3 separate regions of the Gossypium hirsutum genome follow, and all the other regions are linked to region 2. The links are chromatin contacts, called in public Hi-C maps. All regions are on one chromosome and are shown on one strand. The core of a region is the stretch at or near the end of the contact, and the rest is flanking DNA. Distances in the headings are between cores, read along the strand shown.

The links. A called contact is a pair of places that touch in the nucleus more often than the background predicts.
Region 1: a contact with region 2 is called in a Hi-C map of leaf, with 3 times the contacts expected there. The contact joins two enhancer-like sites. A contact is called at or near these places in 10 of 34 Hi-C or Micro-C datasets (leaf and petal).
Region 3: a contact with region 2 is called in a Hi-C map of leaf, with 4 times the contacts expected there. The contact joins the promoter of LOC107886641 here to the enhancer-like site in region 2. A contact is called at or near these places in 15 of 34 Hi-C or Micro-C datasets (anther, callus, leaf and 1 more).

Annotation. Positions count from the first base shown.
Region 1 is chrA03:101,988,804-101,991,503 of Gossypium_hirsutum_v2.1, reverse strand. No RefSeq gene overlaps it. Among protein-coding and RNA genes, the nearest start is that of LOC121225382, 11 kb to the left of the region's middle. Within about 2 kb of position 1,378, at least 4 of the 9 cell types and tissues checked have an H3K27ac peak or open chromatin away from gene starts, as enhancers often do. A contact at or near this core is called in leaf, where this site is marked.
Region 2 is chrA03:102,074,649-102,077,348 of Gossypium_hirsutum_v2.1, reverse strand. No RefSeq gene overlaps it. Among protein-coding and RNA genes, the nearest start is that of LOC107929704, 55 kb to the left of the region's middle. Within about 2 kb of position 1,413, at least 6 of the 9 cell types and tissues checked have an H3K27ac peak or open chromatin away from gene starts, as enhancers often do. A contact at or near this core is called in leaf, where this site is marked.
Region 3 is chrA03:102,158,952-102,161,651 of Gossypium_hirsutum_v2.1, reverse strand. LOC107886641 (3-ketoacyl-CoA synthase 6) reads right to left here and starts at 1,430. Exons shown (of 1, transcript XM_016810674.2): 1 at 1-1,430. The coding sequence starts at 1,257.

The DNA of each region.
Region 1 (2,700 bases), core at 129-2,628, 86 kb after region 2:
CCCCCCAAAAAAAACTTTTATTCCCCTTCCCTACCACCCCCCATCTATTCCTAATTCGTTTCCCACCAAAATTTTCTTTTAATATTTTTCCTCCAAAATTTTCTTTTAATATTTTTCCTCCAAAATTTTACTCCCCTATTTACTTTCCCCTAAAATTTTACTCCCAAAAATCCTCAAAGCTTTTTATTTTCACCCAAAATTTTTACACCCTCCCATTTTTCTCCTAAAACTTTTACTTCTCTCTCATCCCACCCCCTAGGCCCCCATCTACCCCAAACCCATCCCCCCTCCCCCAATTTTTTTTAAGTATTTTCTCTCCAAAATGTTACTCCCCTTATTTACTTTCCCTCAAAATTTTACTTCCTATAACTTTTTATTTTCCCATAAACTTTTACTTCTCACCTTTTATCTCCAAATAAAAAATCAAAATCATCCAAAAAAAATCCGTAAACTTAAATAGTAATAATTTTATTTATATCTACTATTTATATTATTAAATTAATTTTGACATTTTATACTAATTATATTATTGAATTGTTTAATCATATTAAATATTTATATTAAAATTGAATTATTAATAATATCATAAAATATTCGTGTAAAATTTTATGTTTGTATGAATTTCACATTTTATCTTTAAAATAATATTTATTAAAAAATCATAGTTTTACATTTAATATATTTTTTAATTTCAAAATACACAGTGACAAAAATCAAGACATAATTGAATCAACTAAGCAAGTAAAGAAGCTAGCCTGTATATAAAAGATTAATAAATAAATTATGATGTGATAAAAATTAATAACAAATTTAATTACGGTGGAAGAGAGTAATTACAAAGACCGAAAATTATTTTTTTAAAATTTAACTTGAACAAATATATTCGATTATTCTAGAAAGTTTCAAATTGAGTTATGATGATAAAATATAATTCGTGAACTCGATTAATTTAAATTTTTTTATTCGATTCAATCGAACACTAGCTTCTATTGGTAGTAATAAAATTTTAAAGGTTTTTTAAATTTAATTAATATTTGAAAAATATAAAAAGCAATTTCATAAATATTTCGGGAGAATTTCAGTCTAAACCAGATCAATATTATTTAAAGCTAGCCCGATCCGATTTGTCCAGAATCTGGATTTCAAAAAAGAAAATGTAATTCTAGCGGATTCGATCAACTCGGCTCAAACACTGTCGATTTCAGAATTTTGTTTTCGAGATCCCTAAATGATGCTATCTTTATACATAGGTACATTCTACAAGGTTTGATGTAATGTATCGTTTGGTGTAACATTTTTTCTTGTTTTGGGTTTGTCGGGTTGGGATGTTGTGTTTACCTTCTTTTCCCTGGCCGAAGTCACACGTGCGGGTCATTGTCGTGGGGGAATGCTGAGCACGTGCCAACCATGTCTCCTTTGTCAGTTCATCCACAGCTTGGGGCCATTATGACTGTGGGCTTTTCAGTCAGAAACATGGCTGTTCTGTTTTGAATTTTGAGAAAATCAGCTTTGTTCATCAACTTGAAAGTGTGAAGATCAGCAACTTCTTGTTCACGAACCATTCAACAAGTATTTTATCCAACCAAAAATTAGTTTAAAATTTAAAAATCTTATATCAACCCATAGCTATACAACTTATATTGATGGACGCAAAAAGGTAAACTATAATACTAAAATTATTTTGTTTTACTGTTACGATTGAGCTGTACTTCTGAAAAGTAATTTAACATATAATTTATGAAATATAAATTTTAAATATGATTAATATAATTTATTTATAAAATTTAATTTTGTAACGACTCAAAATTTTATTTTTATTTTGTTAAAATGTGACATAAATTTATATTTGTTTTAGTGGTTAAATGTTCTGTGTGTGTAAGTTTCTAAGCTTAAGTTTTGCATTTGGTAAATTTTGATTTTTTTTTTTTGAGTTAAGCCAGATACTTGAGCAGTGGACTTATATCTAATTATTTGTAATTTCATATTAGAATGACTCTGTTGGTCTGGTGATTAAGTGGAGTATTAGTTGGTTGGAAGTCTTGTGTTTGAGTTCCTACGTAGGCAAGGGAATTATTTTTGCTTGAGGCGTGTGGCGTGTGGTAGAGTTCAATTTAAATTGAAATTTTGAGTAGTGGATGCTAGTGGGTAGGGATGAGTAAAATTCGATTCGATTCGATTTGAAAAAATCGAAAAAAATTTGAATTTCGAATTATTCGAATCGAGTTAATCAAATCAACTCAAATTTTTTTCGAATTTCGAGTTCGAGTCGAGTTGAATTCTCGAATATGAATAACTCAATTAATTAGAATAAACTGAATATAAACTATATTTTTAATTTTTTAAAATTTTAGGCTTTTACTTAATTACTTAATTCAATTTCCCCCAAGCCCAGATTTTGTTTTATCCCATTTCCCCAACCCCAAGCTTGTTTGCCCAGAGAAATATTTTCCCAAAACCCAATATCTCCCCCAAATCAAACCCCTGGCCCCAGCCAATTCTATCGTCCAAAGTCCAAACCTCAAATTATTTTTCTTATTCTCTCCAGACTCTAGTCTCCATTTCCACGAAAATCAAACCCTAAAATCTATTTTTCTAAAAAAAAACCCTAAAATAAACCCTTCTTCCTTCTTCTTCTAGTTCATTCAAACATTCAAATCAAAATCCTTACCTCCAAATCGTGTTGCTTTTATTTATTCATTT
Region 2 (2,700 bases), core at 164-2,663:
TAAGTTAAATACTTCAATTTATTAAACAACACTTTACATGTAACTTCAATTTATATTCATGACAATGAATAAATTTATACAGTTACAAAATATCAGTTATTAAATAGTTATTTTATTCAGTGTTATGGTTCTAATATCTGTTTAATTATTAATTGATGATACTTACTGTGTATGAACTTGTATAGTATAGTATATTGAATGCAAACCCTAATTATGAGATTGTACTCTTAAGTTTATATTAATATTAAATCTTTAACGGAATTGATGTTATGGGCCAATTGATAAAAAATTAATTAAAAAATAATTAATAATTAATAATTATATTTATATTTTATATAAAATCTAAAAAAAATAAAATAAAATTTAAAGTTTCTCAAATCCTCATCTTTTATAATTTCAATAAAAATCTTTTTTAAGTAAAGAAATTATTTTTGCCCATACTGTAAATGTCCTATAATATAAGATAATTGATTTCTTTAGGATTTCGTAAGTGTTGTTCTTTCTTTCTTCTATGCAACTTGTTAGTTAAAATTATAATTTGAGATAATTTCAATCATATATTTCAAGTTTTTGGCTTCCAGAACAAAACTTTTATAAAAAGTTATTACTTACATTTATATCTCAACTACTCGAATCATACCAAAAGAAGAAAAAAATAAAGCAAGTCTCCAACAACGTGGGAATTCACTATATCTATCACAACTGTTTCAATAACATTAACTACTCAAACATCATACATAAATTGACCAAAACTAATTTGTTTAAACATAATATTTTTTTACTCAATTTGGTAATTAAATTTATTTTCATACTTATACATTTTTTTTCATTTTATTACTTGAATTTATAATTGGATTTATTTTTATTTCTAAACTTGAATTCCGTCAAAATTTAATGATATGACCAGTGTTCTTAGAATATAACTAGATTGATTGATCGGATCGATTTGATAAAAAATTAGTCAGTATATTATTCCGGTCGAACAAAAAAAGTTTAATTGATTGAATCAAAAACTACTCAACCAATAAAAATAGAAAATTATGACAAGAATTAATAGTCGAATATGTTAACTAGTTTAACTTTTTAAAATAGAAAACATTATGATTATTTATTTAATTTTTGTTAGTTTAACTGTTAAATTAATCAAACCAATTGAATTAAGAATAGTGATATGATCGGTTCAATCATTTCTTCTATTATTAGAATATGATGTCTCCCCTGTCCTTTGGCTTCCCAGTGGTCGATGGTGTCTTTTCTTGACCTGGGCCAGGGCATACTCTTTAGCAGAGGCATTCATGACGACGACGGGTGGGACCACCGTGCTTCTTTCTTCCTCGACATCCCTTGGCGTTCCCTAAACCTCCGCCTCCGATTACAGAGGTTGAGGAGCCTTTTAGGAGCTGGGTTTTACTGGTAATGTTTGACGCTGGGACCTTCGGTTTTTTGGGGCCTGATTTTTATTATTGTATGTATGGGCTTTCTGGGCCACTATTGCACTTATTCCCATTCTTTAATGAATGTTTTATGTTGGAAAAAAGGCATACTCACTTTGGCCCCTAAACTATATAATTTTTTCACTTTAGTATCCAATCTTTTTTCATCTAACTTTGATATTTTCTAAAGTTTGATGATCCTGTGTAAAAAAAAATTCGTTATTTGAAAAATTTTCCTGAAATCATTTTTCACAAGTTGTTCTTAATAAAACAAACACAACATAATTTATTTTTTACAAAATATTATAGTAATAATTAATATCATATATAAACTTAATAATAAACAATGTTTAATTAAAACCTAATTTAAATTACATATATTACGCATATGAAAGTGGATAGTGACACATTTGAGTTGTAAGAGATAAATATAAAATTGTAATATATATTTTTAAAATATTCATATTTTTCGCTCAAATTTTTTTCATATCTTATATCAGAAAACATTTATTATTAAATATTTATAAATTGTAATATATCTTTATTATTAAAATATTAATATAAATATTTTTCAATAATATATTTATAATATTATTTAAAATTTAAAATTATTATTGTTAATTTTTTATTAAAATAAAATTGTAATATTAAATAATTTATTAAAATAATAAATTATATTATTAAATATAAATAATTAAATATGCATGTTTAAGAATATTACACATTACAATATTTGATACTAATATTTTATTATTTTAATATTTTTAAATATTTTAAAATAAAAATAAAAATTGATTATTAATATAATAATATTAGATTTGATTCAAGTTAATTTTTATATAAAGATAAAATTATTCATAAAAGAGTTCATTTTCGAAAAATAACTTACGCTTTTCAAAATGGTAAGTTAATTTACAAGAAAATGGACTTATTTTCAGTTGACCGAGTTGTTTTTCATGAAACCAACATTCATTTTCCATAAAACAAATGCACCCTCAAACTATCCTTTGTTACCCAAATTGGCCCATGATGTTAAAAAAAATAAGGATAAAATACAAAAATGGTCACTAAAATATTTCTCACGTTCTATTTTGGTCACTAAATTTTAAATTCTTTTCGATTTAGTCATTAAACTATTCAAAATTAAATTTTTTGGTCACCAAGCAATAAAAGCCATTTGAAATTTGACAGAAGTGTTGACTGGGTTTTTTTTATTGGTCTAATAATAAATTTAACCCTCTAATATTTACACATTCTATCAATTTGA
Region 3 (2,700 bases), core at 181-2,680, 84 kb before region 2:
CAATGTCATCCTAGATGCCTCTACGTGTTCTGCTGACAGCTGCAGGTTCTTTTGCAGTTCATCTATCACTGCTCGCCCTCCAGCATGGATGCAGAAGTGCTCAAACGCCAGCTTGAAGTCTGGGATATAAGGCTTCCACTTGGGGTTGAAGATTTTACGCCCGATCAGAGTGAGAAGAAATAGAAGTTGTTCTGACCCTGGAAGCACCAAAGGCCCTATTGTGGTAATGTTGGATTTTAAAGCCTCTCCAGCTATAGCCATGAGATCTTTAGATAATGATATCCCAACTTTGCCTTCTTTGTCTTCTTCTTCAAACACGCATCGGTAGGCCTTGTCATCAGCCCCTTTGTGGGTTCGAACAACGTGGACAAGTCGGTACTTGGCTCTCCGCCTCTCTGAGCGGCGGTTCGACAACAGGATTGCTGCACCACCCATGCGGAAGAGACAGTTGGGAAGGAGCATAGCTCTTTCTTTACCCTGGTAGTAGTTGGGAGTGATGATCTCTGTGCTGACAACAACTGCATTAGAATTCGGGTGTACTTGGAGAAGATCCCGAGCTAAATCAATGGAGATAAGCCCCGCACTGCACCCCATTCCCGAAAGATTAAAGCTCTTAATGTTACTCCTCAGCTTGTATTTGTTGATCACCATAGCAGACAAAGATGGCGTGGGGGAGAAGAGACTGCAGTTGACAATAAGAATATCTATGTCTTTAGGTTTCAGCCCCGTTTTCTTGAACAAAGAATCCATAGCTGAGAAAATAACAACCTCAGCCTCGCCTCTAGCGGCCTCCATGGTTGGCTTTGGAGGGATGTAATGAATAGCAGGAGGCAAACAAGTCTCTTCACCCAGCCCAGACCGTTCCAGAATCCTCATCTGGAACTCCACGCTCTTAGGATTGTTGCTCAAAATCAACCTGGAGTGCTCCATGAAAGTAGCAAAAGGAACCCTGCAAGTCACAGGAGGCTTGTAGCATGCATAATCCACAAGGTAGATGCATCGTGGCTTGGACATGAAGTAAACAGTGGCAATAAAAATGATGAAGAAAGAAGAGCACAATATCTGAATAAGATCAAAATGGAGGGAATTCCATAGGTTAACAATCTCTTCAGGGCCTAAACGAACAACTTCAATAAGGATCCCAACCATGACAGGAACCAACAAGAGAGTAAGAAAATGATCCACAACGTATTGGTAGCCAAGCTTAACATACTTAAGCTTGACAGAGCTGGAGAAATCGGGCGAGGCTGGAGGCATATTGCAAGAGATAGAGAAATAATTAAGAAGATAAGAAAAAGAGGTGTGGGTACATAAATGGAGCAGAGGAGAGGGAGGATTTAAAGGCAAAAAGGAAGAAGCAAAGAGGGAGAGGGTCAGTGTGCAGATGAGAGGAATAAATGAAGCAGTGGCATCACTCAACGCCCACTTAACTCCCTCAATTAAATTTTCCTAACTCCCTTTATATCCGTGTTCTAACTAAATGCTTGCTTTCACCAATAACCTCTCTTTTGCTCTATCCGTCTCCTTTAATTTTGTGCTTACTTGGTGTTTTTTTCATTAATTATAACCAACCATCTCATCCCTCAGTTTCTTCCTTCTTCACAGTCCATCTCTCACCCTTCATTGTTTTAGGTCTACATTATTTAGTTAGTCTTTAATTTTCTTTTTTACTCAATATTGATAATTATATCTTTTAAGATTTTTATATGAAAAAGTTCTTTATTTCTAACAACTTATACACTTCTCATTTTTAAAATTCAACCTTAATTTTTTGAAGGTTTATTTGAATTTCAATGTATAATCTAATAAGATATATAATTTATTTTAATGAAGTTGTAAAATAGAATTAACCAGTTTATGAAAAAGGAAAAAGTAAAAAGGGTTTTTAGTTTTTACTAAGATTTTATAGTTTTGTCTTTTATGTTCCAAGTGCCACTTATATCGCAATCATCCATTTGGAAATTTATAAACACATGTGATGTCAGGCAAGTTTAAATAAATGATTAGTTTTAGAAGGAAAAAAAACAGCATCATGCAACCTAAATATATGTTATTTTGACTTCAACTAATTCATCTCACCAAATTTGGGGGATATTTATGTCCCCACTGTGAAAAACAAGTCAAAGTAAGCCGTGGGTATCAACTTTTTAAGTCCTCTCCCTTCTCATTATTATTTGTTTAAATAGCTTGTGACTCATATGATGTGTAGATTATGTTTAGTTATTTACATTTTAATATTTTTTTTAAGTGTAACACAATTACAAAAATAAATATGAGTAATCATAATTAATAAATTATTACAAATTAATTCCTAACATGTAATCTCCTAAATTCTTTTTTTTTAATTGTTAAATCATGTCAAGTAAATTAATTTGGTTCACTAGTTATGTGTTCTATTTAAGTGCTAAAGTCATCTGTTCAAATCATTTCCTTTGAATTTTTGTTATTTTTTTCAACCCCTTTCCTTTAACATCTAACTTATATATTATTTTTGCTCAATTGTTGATATGAAGGAATTTGTTGGTTCAGTGATAAGGTTTTATCTTACCTAGAGGTATTGTGTTTGAATCCTTGTGTGTGCAAAGCAAAAATATTTTTGCAATTTCCTCTGCCTATGGCGCCAAGGAGATAGAAGTGGTGTTGAAATCGAATTCTGGAAATATTCCTAAAATCTCTCCACTTTCTACTGTCCCTCTCTGT